Regions from separate parts of the Sus scrofa genome. Here region 2 is linked to region 1. Evidence: chromatin contacts called from public Hi-C data. All regions are on one chromosome and are shown on one strand. Each heading gives the region's core, a stretch centred on a gene start, on an enhancer-like site or on the middle of the called end of the contact. The rest is flanking DNA. Distances are from core to core; before and after follow the strand shown. Region 1 overlaps MYO10 (unconventional myosin-X). Region 2 has its middle 23 kb from the start of BASP1.

Region 1 (2,954 bases), core at 210-2,709:
AAATCTCTTCTCTTTTTCTTGACCTGGCTTTCACCATGCCCCAAGGAAAAGTCCCCACCTGCATGTCAGTTCCTTGGAGGAACCACATGAGCTGAATGGCATCTTTATAGCCTCCACGTGGCAGAAGAGCGATGACAGGTCAATGGCAGTGACCTCAGAGCTATGAAAGAGGGCTGTGCCGTCCTATCCTCTAAAATTCGAATTAATGTTTGTAATTGCACAGTGTCTGGTTGGTGCCCTGTACGAGTTTAGCACCAAGACGAGCTTTACATGTCCTCTTATTTAGCAACTAGTCCAGGAGTCAGCAGACTCCAGCCTGATGCCCATATCCTGCAGCCTCTTTTGATTTTGTTTTTTTTTTTAGCTCTCAAAATTTATTGAAAATTGTGGTGAAATGGTATGTTAAATTGCATGACATACCCTGTGTAACTGGAAATATTTTTCAGTGTCCAGCTGAGTGGCATTAAGCACATCCACACTCTTGTGCAACCATTACCACCATCTGTCTCTAGAGTGTTTTCATAGTCTTCCTGCAGCCTATTTTTATAAATAAAACTTTATATAGGAGTTCCTGTTGTGGCTCAGCGGATTGTAAATCTGACTAGTATCCAAGAAAATGCAGGTTTGATCCTTGGCCATGTTCAGTGGGTTAAGGATCCCGTGTGGCCATGAGCTGTGGTGTAGGTCGCAGACACAGCTCAGATCATAGTGGCTGTGGCTGTGGCTGGCAGCTGTAGCTCTGATTCAACTCCTAGCCTGGAAACCTCCATATACCACAGGTGTGGCCCTAAAAAGCAAAAAAAACAAAAACAAACAAAAAAAACCCCCATTAAATAAGTACATAAAACTTTATAGGAATGCAGACACACTCTTTGGGGTATTATTTATGGCTGCTTTCAATCTGTAGTGACAGAGCCAAGTAGTTGAAATGGACCATGTGGCCTGCAAAGCTAGAACCATTTATTCTCTGGTCCTTTACAGAAAAAAAAGGCTGACCCCCAACCTAGTCTGACCACATTTTACGGTTGGAGGAGACCCAGGGAAGTGAGATGGGGACATACAACACATGGATGAAATTTCTAGGACTGAGACTTTTTCAGTTCCTGGAATTCAAGTGGGGCCTTTTTCTGAGCAACCCTTGGCTTGTGTGTATAAGCTGATGTGTGCAGAGCCCAGCTGTCAAGGTCTCCTTGACTCTGTGTAGCATCCTGTGCCTGGACAACCAGCTGTGGGCTCTGTCCCTCAAAATGGACATTGTAAACCCATTTCAGCAAGTGCTGAGAAAATCTGGCTCTTCAGTGGCTATAGGTCCCTTTGATTTCAAATTCCTCTTGTAATTGCTTTGCTCTTGGTGAGGGATGCAATCGCTGGTTTTCAGTCTCTCCGAAGTAGCACTCACTGCTGTCCCGGCTTCTTTCACAGCCCCATCATGGAAGCCTTTGGCAACGCCAAGACCGTGTACAACAACAACTCCAGTCGCTTCGGGAAGTTTGTTCAGCTGAACATCTGCCAGAAGGGAAATATTCAGGGCGGGAGAATTGTAGATTGTATCCTGTTTCATTTTAGGTTTTGTCCATAGTATGTTGACTATCTACGCAGAAACTGTTCCTTCTTGTCTAAGGACAGAATGTGAAACCTTCCTGGTTGTACCTAGTTGCTGCTCCATTATTATTGTGCTTGACCTGTTAATTATTGTGGGAGACGAGGACCCATCTTTCTTTGGGGAACCTCTGCTAGCACGTCCCTAATCTGAAGACTCGGACTCCTCTTCCAGCATCAGCTCTTTGTTGTTTGAAACCAAGTCTGTCAAATAGTTTGATACTTCCTAGGGCACATGTATCCTGTTCGAAATAGGATTTTGATAAAATACTCTGTGTTTTGTTTGCTTATCTTTTGGCACTGGAAATCTCCATGTCCAAGAAAGAGGGATCTGTAATGATTTGGGTAAGAAAGAAAGAATAGAAAACTAAAGATGCGTTGAGTGTGCCACATCCTTGTTTTGTTCCTTGACTTGCCATTGCGTTTCACATGAAGATTTATTAGAAAAGGTAAGTAAATGTGATGTAATTCACCGTCTCTTCTGCAAGTACAGTTTTCGGCAATTATTGGTTTGTGTTCATTATGCAGAGGAAGCATCTCTGATTTATCTTCACAGAACCGAGTAGTAAGGCAAAACCCCGGGGAAAGGAATTACCACGTATTCTATGCACTGCTGGCAGGGCTAGAACACGAAGAGAGAGGTGAGTGGACGGGACAAACAGTAGAGACATACGTGCTAGCAGCTCATTTTCACTTTAAAAACCATCTGGAAATGAGAAGACATCCATTTAGACTTTGTTGACATTCCACCAGTTGAAAGGAAGTGTATGAGATTAACCAAGATGCTGCATTCATTTAGAGCCAGATCATGGAGAGGGAAAATCTTCCATAGGGAAATCTTGAAATGTTTGGTTTGTTTTGTAGTCTTTGTTCTTTTCTGATTTAAAGGATATTTGTGAAAAATATACTGTGTATTACAACTGGTTTTCCTTTTAAGTCACACCCAAAAGAAGCTGATTTCTGAACATCTGGTGTTTAAAAACAATCTAAACAGGGTCTTCATCAGTTTTTTCTTCAGTAATGTTTTCCATCCCATCTAATTTAATAATTCTATTTTCCCTAGGTGATGGTTAAGAGAAAACATTTTATCTTAATAGTTAATGATTAAGAGCATGGAATTATCTTTGTATTTTATTTTTCAAAGTTGCAGGGTGACCACTGTTTTCAGTTTTGTCTGATCTTGGCCAGTCAAGGACTGAGGTTGTGTTTTTCTTTTCCTTTTTGTAGAAGAATTTTATTTATCTGTGCCAGAAAACTACCACTACTTGAATCAATCTGGATGTGTAGCAGACAAGACAATCAATGACCAGGAATCCTTTAGGGAAGTTATTGTAAGTAACTTTCCTATTTTCCTT
Region 2 (2,954 bases), core at 330-2,829, 350 kb before region 1:
TTCCCGTCGTGGCGCAGTGGTTAACGAATCTGACTAGGAACCATGAAGTTGCGGTTCCGTCCCTGACCTTGCTCAGTGGGTTAACGATCCGGCGTTGCCGTGAGCTGTGGTGTAGGTTGCAGACGCGGCTCGGATCCCGCGTTGCTGTGGCTCTGGTGTGGCCGGTGGCTACAGCTCCGATTGGACCCCTAGCCTGGGAACCTCCATATGCCGCCTGAGCGGCCCAAGAAATAGCAACAACAACAACAACAGCAACAGCAACAACAAAAACAAAAAACAAAAAAAAAACCCCCACATTTTCAGAGTTTCCATTATGGCTCAGTGGGTTAAGAGCACCGCATGGTGTCATGAGGATGCGGCCTCCATTAGTGGTTTAAGGTGTTGCCACAAGCTTTGGAATAGGTCACAGATGGGGCTTGGATCTGGTGTTGCTGCGGCTGTGATGTGGGCCTGCAGTTGCAGCTGCAGTTCGACCCCCAGTCTGGGAACATCCATATGCTGCAGCTATAATGGAAAAAATAAAAATCATTTAAAATTTTTAAAAAGTTCAGGAAAGAAAAAGAAAACCACATTTTCCCTGGCAAGAAATGGCTTTCTTTAATTGTCTTATCTTTTATATTTAATTGTTCTCTCTTTTGTGAACTAATGTGGATAGTAGTTGTTTAATGATTACTTTTAATGCTATTGGTTGGGGACTTTTTTTAATTAGCAATCTTTTTTAAAATCCTCCATTTATATATTTATTCATTTTGTCTTTTTAGGGCTGCACCCACAGCATATGGAGGTTCCTAGGGGTCTAATCGGAGCTGTAGCCACCAGCCTATGCCACAGCCACAGCAACGCAGGATCCAAGCTGCGCCTGCAACCTACACCACAGCTCACGGCAACACCAGATCCTTAACCCACTGAACGAGGCCAGGGATCGAACCCGCAACCTCATGGTTCCCAGAAGGATTCGTTTCCACTGTGCAACAGGAACTCCTAAGTCCTCCATAAAACTCTTTCCTTTTTGGCTTGTCAAATCTCGAAACCTGGGAATCTCTGCAATATCTCGAGTTTTTTTGTTTTGTTTTGTTCTTGTCTTTTTGCCTTTTCTGGAGCTGTTCCCTCGGCATATGGAGGTTCTCAGTCTAGGGGTCTTATCGGAGCTGTAGCCACCGGCCTACACCAGAGCCATAGCAACGCGGGATCCGAGCCACATCTGTGACCTACACCACAGCTCACAGCAACGGCAGATCCTTAGCCCACTGAGCAAGGCCAGGGGTCGAACCCGCAACTTCATGGTCCCCAGTTGGATTCGTTAACCACTGAGCCATGACGGGAACTCCCTCTCTGCAATATCTTTACAATTACTTCAGAGAAGCCTTGAAAACCACCCCCTCAGCCCCAAATCTGTTTCCGAGAACAAGAGAAACCTTACTTGAATCCCTTGACTTGCTGCCCACTGAGCAGCCTCCTCGAAGCTACAGAGCAAGGAAGTGAGGCCAAGGCCTTCACCGCCACCCCAAGGACAGGGGGCATGCAGGGCAGCTGGAGATCCGGGTCTGAGATGAATAAAATGGGATAAAGTCACAGGCAGAACACATTTATGCAAAGCAGCAAGAAAGTGGCCTTTATCTGGGACCTGCTGTTTCCGCCACACACACTTGTCACAAGTCTGGCAGAAAAGAGAGGTCAGATGCTGGCTGAATGAATTCATATCCTTATCCTGCTTTTAAAATTGTTTAGTCATGATAATCTCAGTTTTAAAACTTCACTATAGCTGTATTTTCACATTTCAGTTTTCTATAGACAGATATCATGTTACCAACCACAATTCAAAAGCCCTTATGCTCATTTCGTCTGTGACCATTTTATTATTCCTCCCTCCCCTCTCCCCTCTTTCCTTAAACAAGGAAAGGGAACACATTTGTAGAGAATTTCATGTGAACAATCAGAAGATTTATATATGCATAATGTGGTCATGTATTGAGGTGAAGTTTAGCTGGCAACCCCCCCCCCCGAAAAAAAACCCCACCAACTCACTTTGGAAAACGAATTTGCTAAAATGTATTCTTTTGTTTCTGTAAAGCAATCAACCCAGAGAACTTTGTTATCAAAGGAGCCACTAGGGGGCACTGCAGTCAAGGCGGACAAGAATGAACGCCGAACCTTTGATCAGCTTGGATAAATTCGAGTCACTTCATTAATGGTGTCAAAAGCGAATTGCCTTCGCAAAATAAGAAGCCACATTTTCACATTTTGTAAAAGGAAAAAAAAAATCCATTTTCTGGCAGCAGAAGCTAAAAAGTAGCTGACTCTTGGTATCCAGATTTGGCCCTGTACTAAGGTGAAAGTAGGTGAACTTGCATGGGAATGTGAACCAAGAGGTCAGGTCACAGAAGACAGGCCCGTCTTGCAATTGTCACACTGCACTTGCTCTGTTGACAGTGTCCTCCCCCCACCTCCCCCCTCGCCCCGGACCCCATCACCCCTGCTAGATAATCACAGGCAAGAAAATTTAGGGGACTTGGAGAAACTTTAAAGTTAGATTTAGGAGAAGTTATTTAATTTCATAATGCATCTGAGATCACCAGCTGCCTGCAGTTGAGGGAGGTCATGATCTCCAGGGGGACATGGTCCCCGGCCATAAAAAGTCAAGAGTGGCTTCTTTGTGACTACAGCAAATGGAGCCAAGACAAATGAAGTGGGGGGCCAGAGGCCAGACACGTGTGTTCTGACACTTTTTTTAAAAAGGACATGTGACTTTTTCATTAAACTAACTCCATATTTATTTAGTTAGTTAGTTATTTTTTAGGGCCACACCTGCGAATATGGAAGTTCCCAGGCTAGGGGTGGAATCAGAGCTGCAGCTGCCAGCCTACAGCACAGCCACAGCAATGGGGGATCCAAGCCGTGTCTGTGACCTACACCACAGCTCACGGCAAAGAGCCATGACGGAAACGCCGTGATTA

What was found. A called contact is a pair of places that touch in the nucleus more often than the background predicts.
Region 2: a contact with region 1 is called in a Hi-C map of liver, with 2.0 times the contacts expected there. The contact joins two enhancer-like sites. A contact is called at or near these places in 1 of 5 promoter capture datasets (liver), 26 of 47 Hi-C or Micro-C datasets (adipose tissue, alveolar macrophages, blood and 16 more) and 2 of 2 datasets of contacts at active chromatin or transcription factors (alveolar macrophages and skeletal muscle).

Annotation. Positions count from the first base shown.
Region 1 is chr16:6,011,871-6,014,824 of Sscrofa11.1, reverse strand. MYO10 (unconventional myosin-X) reads left to right here. Exons shown (of 41, transcript XM_005672397.3): 6 at 1,423-1,547; 7 at 2,035-2,048; 8 at 2,156-2,240; 9 at 2,827-2,930. Among named protein-coding and RNA genes, the nearest start is that of MYO10, 130 kb to the left of the region's middle. Within about 2 kb of position 1,459, at least 5 of the 83 cell types and tissues checked have an H3K27ac peak or open chromatin away from gene starts, as enhancers often do. A contact at or near this core is called in liver, where this site is marked.
Region 2 is chr16:6,359,901-6,362,854 of Sscrofa11.1, reverse strand. No RefSeq gene overlaps it. Among named protein-coding and RNA genes, the nearest start is that of BASP1, 23 kb to the left of the region's middle. Within about 2 kb of position 1,579, at least 2 of the 83 cell types and tissues checked have an H3K27ac peak or open chromatin away from gene starts, as enhancers often do. A contact at or near this core is called in liver, where this site is marked.